Regions from separate parts of the Bombyx mori genome. Here region 1 is linked to region 2. Evidence: chromatin contacts called from public Hi-C data. All regions are on one chromosome and are shown on one strand. The core of a region is the stretch at or near the end of the contact, and the rest is flanking DNA. Distances in the headings are between cores, read along the strand shown.

The links. Hi-C and Micro-C count contacts between places; a contact is called where the count stands out from the background.
Region 1: a Hi-C map of midgut shows a contact between it and region 2, with 2.4 times the contacts expected there. The contact joins the promoter of LOC101740560 here to the enhancer-like site in region 2. A contact is called at or near these places in 4 of 7 Hi-C or Micro-C datasets (midgut, posterior silk gland and whole pupa).

Annotation. Positions count from the first base shown.
Region 1 is chr7:6,289,347-6,295,195 of ASM3026992v2, forward strand. It overlaps LOC101740560 (D-aminoacyl-tRNA deacylase), which reads left to right and starts at 2,520. Exons shown (of 4, transcript XM_038011971.2): 1 at 2,520-2,682; 2 at 3,233-3,323; 3 at 4,228-4,354; 4 at 5,640-5,839. The coding sequence starts at 2,640. The coding sequence ends at 5,693. It overlaps LOC101739933, which reads left to right. Exons shown (of 2, transcript XM_004931242.5): 2 at 1-1,152.
Region 2 is chr7:6,238,300-6,244,882 of ASM3026992v2, forward strand. No RefSeq gene overlaps it. Among protein-coding and RNA genes, the nearest start is that of LOC101742075, 20 kb to the left of the region's middle. Within about 2 kb of position 1,977, at least 3 of the 8 cell types and tissues checked have open chromatin away from gene starts, as enhancers often do.

The DNA of each region.
Region 1 (5,849 bases), core at 1,270-3,769, 52 kb after region 2:
AAATGGCGGTTTTAAAGTTTTTTTTTTTTAATGAATAGAGACCAAGGCAATAAAATGGTTTTTAAAGAATACTCTTAATCGTTTAAACTTATATTAAGATTAGATTGATTTTTGATTGAATTTCGTAATTTACGCGTTAAACATTAAAAGTGGAAGCTTATGTAATCAATGTATTAAGTGTTGGTGCATGGCAATCTTTGCATTATGAAAACTTTGTCAAAATAATTCATTTGCTATTCCACACGATGCTACTTTGAAATGTCAGTTTGACGTAGTTTCAAAGCGCTCATTTGATCCTAAACTTCATATCGTGAGCAAAAGATTTGTTCAATATTGCTATAGAATAGTCCTTAAATGAAAAGAATTGGGTAATGCACCGAAGTAGGTAGATATGCATCTCGTATACAATTCATTCATTTTCGTAAGTAATTTTCAATTTCAATCTCAATACACTTGTCACACAACACTTAATACATACAGTTTGCATTTAATATTTAGTTAATGAATTATTAATTATATCCATGTTAGCACAGACTACCAAAAACTGTGTTCATTTTAAAATATTTACTTATACTTTTTAGTCGATGTAATGTACACAAAAAAGTATTACTTACATTTCTAAATTAAAATTTCTAACTTTTCGTGTGATAAAATTTTAAATTGTATTATTTTGATTACAAATTACTTAAGTGAGTTTAAAACGAAATAACTCCTTATTAGGTATACATACACAAAAGTGTTTCAAGGTTTTAAATTAAAAAATGATTTTATTTTCATAGGTTTTCAGAATTTGATTATTTAAAATATGATTATAATTTAATGTAAACATAAAATCTTAATTCGCTTAAAATACTTTTATTTTAGAAGTTCAATTCTGTCATGTTAGTTTTTGAAAATGTGTGTCACTGACTGACTAGGGAGAATGTATGACGTCACTTCCATAGATAATACACTTCATAATTACAAAATTAAAAACGGTTGTTGTGTACAAAATTTACATCATATTTGCTTTAAAAAGTATTATTGCTTAGGCTTAAGATTATTTATACATATTTTGTTGGTAAAACTCCTTGTGTAGATTAAGCCTTCAAAAGCTTTCACGTGTTTTAGCTGTTATTATTCATTAAAAATACACTAGTCTTTGATATTCGATTTTGTTGTTTTATTTCCAAAACGATTGTTTCACTGCTCATTTTCTTCAAATATCACCTGTGTTCTACTCTAAAGTCCAGATCCATTACCTGTGCTTTTGAGTACCTCAAGCACTGATCACCGTCCTTGCCGAACTAGTCGCTTGCGATGAAGGGCTCGGCGAGTAAATTAACCCACAGACACAGCCCACTGAGTTTCTCGCCGGATCTTCTCAGTGGGTCGCGTTTCCGATCCGGTGGTAGATTCTGCGAAGCAATGCTCTTGCTAGGGCCAGTGCTAGTAACACCTCCGGCTTGAGCCCAGAGAGCTCACCTACACGTCAAAGAGAAGCTGAAATAGCCTCCAAGACTATCAGCATTGATAGGAAAAAAAAACGCCACATCAAAAAAAATTTAAATACTGCGTTTAGCGCCATCTTTCGTCAAGCGGCAGAAGCAAATTTTAAATATTAATTTTGATTTTAACATGTTACATATTATTTTGTTATTAATAATATACCTAAGTATATAGAGGCGCACAAAATATTACTGAGCAGTAGGTGCTTTTATTCTTATCTGTCATTATATTTTCTCATGAAGAGAAGGGCATAAAGTTTCACGACCTTTCAACCCTTAGGATCTTTTCAAATTCAAGTTCTATGTCATTTATAAAAGTCAAAGTAAACTTTACCATCACTTTCTCAGAGCCGCAGTTTGAAGAAACCGATAAAACGAACTCAGCCAATTAAAAATATTAAGTGTATTATAATTATGAACTCTGCGTAATTTAAACTTACTGAATTTCAAATTTTAAGCATTATATTATTAACATTAAGTAAAATAGCGCTATAAATGCTATAATCTTGTTAAACTGACGATTATAGCTGGCACACGTTCTTATTTTAGACATCTGTTCCAAAGAATTTTTCTTTATGGGCACTGATCGCTACTAATAACTGTCCAATATCTGTCCAAAATACGAATCAACAACAATCAAAAGGACTTTTTGGCGGGAACGCGAGGAGTGAAGTTGTGTGATTTGTTTTATTTTGTCTATTTAGTGTTTCTTCGGGCTTAAATGTGTAATAATGACGGTTTATTAACTGTTTAATATCTGTGAAAGTGCACAAATGTGGGAAAATGAAACAAAGCTGCTGGACGTAACTTCTCGGGATCCTCCAAAAAGTCCACGGAAAAAATCTTAGTACCATTTGATGACCACCATTTTACTGAGATTATATATCATCCCATTTCATTTCATTTAATTTCATCCCAGTTGATTAATGTCTCAAATTAATCATCTTCATTTCATTAAGACATAACGAAATGAAGAATTATAATTCATAATTTCAATAAGAAAATAAGACATAACTTAAAGGTCTCAGTTACCAGGTCATAAAATCACTTAAAAAAAAACAACAATCAAAATAATTCAAGTTTCCCACAATTGAGAGCATTTTTTTTTTAAATGAGAAATTTGCAAATTTAGTAAGAAGGAACCATAGAAAAATGAAAGCACTAATACAACGAGTAATGAATGCCAAAGTTATAGGTATATTTCTGAATTCTGAATATTAATATTTTGAGGTTATTTCTCTTCAGCATACTTCCTACTGACTTAGTCCCAACGGCGGGTCCAGGGGGGGGGGAGGGGGTCATGGGGTCATGACCATAGATTATACACTTAGGTCATGACCCCCCCTGAGCTGGTTCCAGGACTTAGGTGAACCACTAATTGAACATAATGATTTTATTTATATAATTTGTCACTATACAGATTTTATGTAACTACATACCTTCAATATTTAATTAATTTAATATAATATAATAACTTTGTATGATGGCAAGCGTTTGGGAACGAGCGCATCGAAAATTTGACTATGTGACCCCCTCCTGGCGCCAAAGCTGGATCCGCCCTTGCTTAGTCCTCGACTTCACACATCCATCCTGGTAAAGTTGATGGTCCACTGAACCACCAGCATTACTCAATTAAGGATGGGTTCCTCAAAAATCATCTAATAATCATATCATCCCAAGTCGTGATGAATTTGATTTTTGAAAGCAGTACCTACTTACCTATTTAGTATTTGTTTTGTTCCTAGTAAATGGTGAAGTCATTAGTAACATAGAACAAGGTCTATGCATACTTATCGGCATATCCAAATATGATACTGTCAAAGATATCGAATATATGTAAGTACTAGCCTTTAGTTTCGGCTTCCTTCGCTTTATTGTAGAAAATATGCCTCTGGAATAACAAAAAATTCTGAATGAAAGAAACCCTCTTTTTCTGACAACATGTAGGCAAAATTTCACAATGATTGAGTTCTTAAGATGTGAACGTGTTACAAACAATCTAACTTTTATATTTATAAAGAAATATAAGTATGTATTGGAAGGTTCCTTTTTTATTTTACTGGGTTTTGTTGGTCCGCTAGGTGTTAAATATTAAGTGAAGCTTATAGACATTGAAATGTATACTTTATCTGTGATCATGAACTAAAATATTCAAATTGTAAAAAACAAAAAATAACTACATAAAACATGAAATTAAACTGTAAAATATCTTTATGTAAATTTCACATTTAGTCATAAGGTTAGAATAGTCAAAACAAATGCTTTGATATAAGCTCCCCTCCACAGTATATCCCAAGCCCTATGATGTTTCCTTCAAATGAGGCTTGTGGAGAGTACTTAATGGTAGGCAGCAGCTTGGCTCTGCCCCTGGCATTGCTGACTTCCATGAGCGATAGTAACCACATACTATCACATCGGCAGTATGCTTGTCTTCTTACAAGAGCAATAAGAAAATAAAAAACTAATAATAGTAAATTTTATATCCTATTCAACTATATGAACCAAATTATTCAATGTATTTATAATTAGCCCATATCACTCTGTGTTAAGCTGTATAAGGAGCATGGCTCATACAATAACATGGCTGCTACAGGCTAGTTACAGTGAGGATTTTTTTTATATATTTAGATGATGAAGTAACTTCAGAAAAATGAGGCTTGAAAACCACCCATTCTTAATTCAATAACGGTATTGTCATCAAGATCTACTTAATTTCTAAATTTTAATTTTATGATTTCAGAGTGAGGAAGATTCTAAGTATCAAGTTATTTGATGACGAGTCCTCTAAGAGATGGAAGAAAACAGTAGTTGATAAACAATTTGAAATATTATGTGTCAGTCAATTCACATTATATAATACTTGGAAAGTAAGTAAGACATTATTTAAATCATTAATAAACCAATAAAAATGAAATCCAAGACAATTTTAAAGTTTGATGATATCCAAATATCAAAGTTTTCTTTTTTAAACAATTTTGGATTATTTTATACCTCAAACATCTTCTCTCTGACAATAATAATTTTTTATAAGTGTGTACAAAAAAAGAAGAAAAATAATAATAATAATACCACTGCTAATAATACCAAAAATGATATTGTACCCTGTATAAATTTTACACATTATTTAGATCATCTTTTATACCGCATTGTTACTAAATCAAAGAAAAAATGTTATGTTTTTATTTATTTATTGCTTAGATGGGTGGACGAGCTCACAGCCCACCTGATGTTAAGTGGTTACTGGAGCCCATAGACATCTACAATGTAAATGCTCCACCCACCTTGAGATATAAGTTCTAAGATCTCAGTATAGTTACAACGGCTGCCCCACCCTTCAGAACGAAACAAATTACTGCTTCACGGCAGAAATAGGCAGGGTGGTGGTACCTACCCGCGCGGACTCACAAGAGGTCCTACCACCAGTAAAATCTACTTGCTGTGCTTGAATGGAATAAATCAAAAACACTGCAAGTACGTTCAACTGCATCAGCAAAGCTGCTGGTGTTATTTATTAAAGAATGATAGTAATATTATTTTAAGCATTTAATTTTTTTATCCAAGTGTTTCTTTTTAAATTATGTTATTTTTTTTATAAAATTTCAGGGTAACAAACCAGACTTCCACAATGCAATGCCTGGTGACCAATCTAAAGAATTTTACGAGAAATTTCTGCAGATGTTAAAAGACGCATATGTGTCTGATAAAATAAAAGGTTCCTACCAATATTATCTATATCTCATGTCAGCTTTGGTCTCAATCCAGTTTTTTTCCACCCATGCACAAATGGCACTGATGTCTATGGGCCTGATGTACCTACCAGTAGGCACATAGAGTCAGCCATGATGAGCCTTTCCATTTAGGCTACAAAAACTAAATCCAAAAAAGACATGTTGGACAAATCAGTTGATTATCTGCTATTTATAGCACTACCCCAGCTGTTTCGAAGGGTGTTTTAAAAGAGACTAACAGAAGAACAGGCAGTTATCTGATTATTACAGTAGCAAAGTGCATAGTCAGGGGGGTCTGTCAGTGTCCAATGTAACTAAAACTTCAGGGTGAATATTGGCATTCACGTTGTGATGGACTCTGGGAAAACTGCGTAAGTGTTGTGAATTATTTTGCCCATCTAACTGATATTTTTTTAACTTTTAGATGGTTTATTTGGAGCCTACATGCAAGTTTGCATACAGAACGATGGACCTGTGACTTTTGAAATTGAATCCCTTGACAAGGACCCAAGCAAGAGTAATAAAAAAACAACAAGCTTAGAAGCAGGAGAAAGTATAGACTCTTAAATCGTTGACCCAAATTTTATTCTATATGAATGTTAATATAATAACGAATCATTAATATTTCTTAGTT
Region 2 (6,583 bases), core at 727-3,226:
TCACGCAATATCACACAAATTTTAAATTTGTTAACAGGCGTAATCTTTGATCTCGAGCGAGGGGGGGGACAAGAGATCGCCAGTTTGTTCATTACATTGCTGACTCGTAAAAATTATTAAAACTACGAAGCATAATAATATGCTTTAACCTATATATATATAAAAATGAATTGCTGTTCGTTAGTCTCGCTAAAACTCGAGAACGGCTGGACTGGTAGATAAATATGAAAATGCTCGGAATTAAATAAAAATAACAATATTGTTTTCCCTTTGTTGTGTCCCCCGTCGGACGGATTCCTTTTGTTTGTTTTAAGTTTATTTTATACAAAAGTTTAGGTATTTTATTTATCGATTAAGGCACTACGAAGTCTGCCGGGTCAGCTAGTTAATAAATAAATAACGTTTTCCGTTTCTTAGTGTTCTAGATCCAATACATCCCAATTTCGCTGATTTATGGTATAATGGACCTTAGAACTTATATCTCAAGGTGGTTGGCGCATTTACGTTGTAAATGTCTATGGGCTCCAGTAACCACTTAACATCAGGTGGGCTGTGAGCTCGTCCATCCACCTTAGCAATAAACAAAAAAAAAACATACATCTATATTTAAAAGACAAATTCCATACATGTTTTAAACAACTACGGTAAAATGATGAGATTTCTTTCGTATGGCAAAAGTACATAGCATATTCTTGAAAGCTGGCCAGTAATGAATAATAGGTAACAAATTAGGGTCGCTTTGGATCTACTTAAATAGCGCGATGTATAATCGGCTACCCGAAATCATAACGTGAACGCTTTGAGAAAAATACGTGAAGAAAAATGTAATGATTATAAAATCGATGAGTTTCCTTATAATATCATTCAAGAAATCCGCTACACACCAGATTAATCACCATACCTGTTCGATGGTATCTAATATTGTTGTCATGGGAAGTAAAATAATCGCAAAGTATCTTAATTATGTTCGGTTTGACACATATCCTTCTCATATAAAATTATGAAATTTGATAAATTTATGCTAACATTACCAGAAAAAATTGATAAATTAAATCTTGAATGTATGTTACTCAATAATGCAAAAATTTCGGTATTGATTTGTCTAAAAATTCGCACAAGGGTACTTTATACGAGGGCTGCACTAAAAGTATCGGGAATGGAATATTTCCACTGTTCCTGTCATATTAAAATCTTTTTAATTGAAAACTCCTTGGTTTTAAAAATCGAATACCATTTATTTATTTAAAAAAAGATTTTCGGTCTTGTCACGAGGTTTTGTCAAACTTGTTTAGTCGTTGAGAAAATGGAATTGACTCGAGAAATTTTAAGAGCGATGAATTATTATGACTTTCGAAGTGGTTTAACACAAAAACAGTGTGTTGACCGGATGATTTCTGCATTTGGTGATGAAGCCCCATCCAAAACCACAATTTATCGCTGGTTTGCTGAGTTTCAACGTGGACGTGTCAAGCTCATTGATGATCCCCCTGAAGGTCGTCCAAAAACTGCAGTCACCCAAGAAAACGTTGATGCTGTGCGTAAGCTGAGTTTTTGCTCGCTCCTCCTGGCTGAGTTTTTGCTCGCCCACCTGTCCTGGTGAAACTGGAACGGCCTCCGGGCCAACAGTAATGACTCAATCATATAAAAAAAAGTAGTTAAACGATCGGGGCAACGCCTAGTATATCTGCTACCAACGGATCTATTTATCAAATCTTAGTTTATGGACCAGAATGCGGCACAAGCGCCACTTTATACCCAGAATGGAATGGATTTTCTCTGAATTATAAGATTAACGTGGAATAGTAAGACACCGAAATTCAATTTACGGAATACCATACAAATGAAGACGGCGCATTCTATCAAACAACTAGCTAGTTATTTGTATGCTGATGGTAAATCGTCACAGTCACATGTCTCAGTAGATCTATTGATGTAATTCGAATCTTTAAATTACAAAATTGAGTCACAGCACGTGACTCACATGCTCCTTGTAGCGATGAGTTGAGAAATTTAAATTTGACCTTTGGTTACTCGATTTGATTGTCAGACATAGCAAATAAATTATTTATAAGTTAACTTATGTTAATCATTTACGTGTTAATTCACATGTAATTTCTCGAGAAGAAATCGCTCTTAGCGATAAGACCGCTAATTATACTTTTTTGTATTTATGGTTTCGCATTTTTTATTTATTATTTAGTACATATACAATAACGCATAATCCCTCAATCTCTCATTATATGTTATATATGTTACTTCTCAATTTTTAAAGAAAGGAGGATTTTTAATTGCCAAATGGACTATAGGGGAATGTAAGCATTGAATTTAATGGTATGTTTTTTTGGTTCATATTTCATAAAATTTGTAACGGATTACGGATCTGAGTTTGTCTCCGTGCAGCAAGCACGTCACTTGATTAAAAGGGTAATAAAGTAGTAACGTAAATTTATCGGTTCGTAAGATTCATTCACTAAATCAACCTAAAAACTCGTTTTTTAATACAATTCTTATTTCTTGTTTGATGAACCGGCTATGTTACGCAAAAGCAGCCGTCTGTTGCTACCCCTAGGAGGAGGAGAACCTCAAAACCACAGAATCGGTGCGTCAGGCGATTTTAATAGGACATTGCGTGCTAAAGAAAACAAATTGTAAATTATAAATCTATATATAAGGCACCTATTTAGACATAGACCAATATACATATTTATAATCATATAAATAGGTAAATCTGAAACAGATCAGTAACATTTTATCGTCAGCTTATCAACCGCTTTTCTTTTGTTTAGTATCCATTAACGAGATAATATTGTAGTTTGTTTAGAACTTAGTCTCAGGTGATCGCATCATTTGCTTTAACTTAAGCTTTAACTTTATGAAGTCGTCGTGACGTCGTCCGGTGCATTTGTATCGAGCGATGCACCGGTGTTCGAATCCCGCAGGCAGGTACCAATTTTTCTAATGATATACATACGTACTTAACAAATTTTCATGATTGACTTCCACGATCAAGGAATAACATCGTGAAATAAAAATCAAACCGAAATTATAATTATAATTTGCGTAATTACTGGTAGTGGGACCTCTTGTGAGTCCGCGCGGGTAGGTACCACCACCCCGCCTATTTCTGTCGTAAAGCAGTAATGCGTTTCGGTTAAAGCTCATATCTCAAGGCGAGTGGCAGTGTATACGTTATAGATGTATATGGGCTCCAGTAACCATTTAACACCAGGTGGGCTGTGAGCTCGTCCACAAATCGAAGGAAAAAAAACAGAGTTCATCAGCATTCTTATCACACTTAAGCCGTATAAACATGTCATTGGGCTTGTTTTAAACAGAATGACACGTGATATCACGCGCGAATGAACGATAACCAATGCGTAAGCACGTCCTACATTCTGCGACGTTCATAAGTCAATATATTTTCTTCGATATTAGCCAATACCAATCATTTGTTACACAGTTGTAACATTCGCGGAAAACAATATCGGTACCTGTATGGTCCAATGGGCATGGCCGGTACAATAGTCTTCTTTTTCTTTGTGTCCACGTTATTCCACCTAGTGAGGTCGGCGCAGCAAATTTTTCTATTCCATTCTCTTCTATCAGCTATCAACTCAACACTCACTTCTCACTCCATCCATGACTTCTTCGGTCGACCTCTTCCCCCTCTACCTTGCGCTACCATTGCCATACATCTCCTAGTCACATGCATCTCCTGTCTACGCATCACATGGCCATACCACGCTAACCGTCCGCTCTTTAATTTGTCAATCGCCGGGGCTACTTTCACACTTCCTCTGATATACTCATTCCTTATCTTGTCCATTCTTGTCACTCAACACATCCATCTCAACATTCGCATCTCTGCCGTATGCAGTCATGTATGATCGTTTTGTAAATTTTCCCCTTGAGCTTAAGGGGCATTCTACGATCGCATGCAGTTGCAGGGACCTGTCGCCATTTCACCCAATCAGCGTTTATTCGGCTCGCTACGTCATGGTCTATGTCAGTCTATGCCGTCGTTCTGGAATTGGGCCGAGGTACTTGAAGTCGGAGCAGACTGGCAGGGATACACCATCTAAGGCAATTGGCGTGAAGTCTGAAGAACCACTAAAATCACAGAACATGTGCTCGGTTTTTGTTCGACTGATCTTCAAACCCTTTTCCAACCTTTCTTTTCATTTTGCCAGTTTCCTCTGTACCTCAGGCCCTTCCTCTCCAACGGAAAAAATGGCGTCCGTTGTACTGCGTCCCGGCATGAACCCAAACTAGTTCTGTGATACCTCACTATCTCTTGAGGGGCTGGGCAATTAATTGCCTAATACTTGGACCCTCAGAAGCTTTTGACATTCCCCACTGGCACCCATACTAATTGTAGAATGAATAAAGTAATGACCTTAAGTGTTTTTGCCGCGAAGTAGTCATGCATTCCAATTTGAAGAGTGGGGCAGCTGTTGTACGATACAAATAAAACTTCAACGTCATTTGTAGGGATGGATGCTCGGGTAATTACTTTACAACATCTGGGTTGTATGTAAGCTTATTGATATATTTGCGAGAAAAAATAAGGATAAGTAATATACATGTCACATTATAATTCGAATACAAGACGTAGCATAATTTTCAACATTTAAATTATTTTCTCGATCTGAGCACACATGCATTGTTCGTCGGTTACTAAGGTAAAATAATTCTCGCGCCACCAACATTCGGGTGTCATACGCGAATTTCTAGAAATAATACGAAAGTCCTTTTGGATACAACAGAAAAATAACTTAAGCCTCATAATTTCTTCAGAAATACGAGAATATCTGCCTTCAGCTATGTCGAAATAAATGACATTTCCGTCACACTTTTTCGTATACTTTGTAACTTGCAACACTGGCACAGCAAGGCGCATTCGGCCTAAAGGTCTAGATACAAGGCCATAAAATAAAAATAAAAAAACCATTCGGGCGTCATCGGGCGCGATCGGAATTCCTTAACACAAAGAAGTTAGCCAACGTCAGTCAGGAAGATTAGCGTTTAGATTTAAGTTTAACATAAATGGTAATATTTATAATTGGTATCATCTAGTGCCAAGCGTCGTTTTCTCCTTTTTTGTTAATATTATAATGTTGTACACATCCTAAAAATTATAATAATTTATGAAATAGTGTGTTGGACTTATTTCTTCTGAATGAGAGGCTCCGACTAATGTAGAAGTAAATAACAACTTTTTGGAGTTTACTCCTTTAGAATCGATTTACATATATAGGCCCGGGGTATGAAAATTATGGGGACCAAAATCGTACTAGCATGTCACACGAAATGCGTTATGCGCATTTCGTGTGACATGCTAGTACATGCGCCGGCAGTCCGCCACAAAGCCTCGTACTGATCGCGCGTTTCTCTCATTATTGTATTTTCATATATTTGTTAGTCGTTTGTTTTGTGTCTCGTTAATTTGTTAATAATCTGTAGTGTATCGTGTTGTCGTAATATAGAACTATTTCTCGTATTGTTTCGTTTAATTTTTTATATCCAGTAAACTCCAGTCGTGCGTCGGAGCGGACACACACACTTTTTTATTTTCTCGAGAAATGTACGGAAATTAATTCCGAAAAGTACTCAATAAAGACCATTAGGTGTTAAACTCACCCAACCTTAAACAGTTAATTAGGTATTTGTTTACGGTCGGTTACGTCTATGATTACGTAAGTAAATGTTACCAGTAGCTTCGTAAATTCCTAGGAATTTGATACCTTACTAAAACTAGTTCTAAGTAATAACAACATTAGTTTAACAAAAATTTGGTAGAAAAATGAGCATGACCAAAGCTACTTTGTCGTCGTCACTATATTATAGAATTTCTGATTTTTCGAATACCATAAATTTTTTATGATCACCGATGATCGATCGTGACTTTATTATTAAAAAAAATTGGCTCCAACTCCTTTGGCATTGATTTTGCCAATGTCACGATAAATCGTGACTTCAAAATAATTTTAATTATGTCTACGATTCACGAACACAAAAGAAAGTACTATAGAAATTAACATTACACGGAGAAGATATAAAGGTGAGAGAGGTGATAAAATAGTATTAAATAGACTACAATTTAAATTTCTGAAAGACTCTATGAATGAATCGTATCATCATCATCATCATTATTATCAATAGCCCACAGTCGCCCAATGCTGGACATAGACCTCTCCCAATTCACACCACTGAGCCCGGTCTTCCCACTTCTTGCCGGCCACCGTTCGGAAGTCATTGCACCACCTAGCCAGGGGGCGTCCCACGTTACGTCTTCCACTGCGCGGTCTCCACTCGGGAACCCGTCTGCTCCAGCGATCGTCAGTTCTACGGCATATATGGCCAGCGCACTGCCACTTCAGCTTGCTGACTCTTTGAGCTGTGTCGATGACTTTAGTTCTAGGATGAATCGTATGAATGAATTAAATTTTCACATATTTGTTTATCATCTATCTTTCCTTTGATTTATCAACCGTTGCACCTACTACGTTCTTCTTCTTTTCTATATTACCCTTGGGTAATAATGCTTTAGACATTAAATCTGCCAATGTACATTAATATGTAT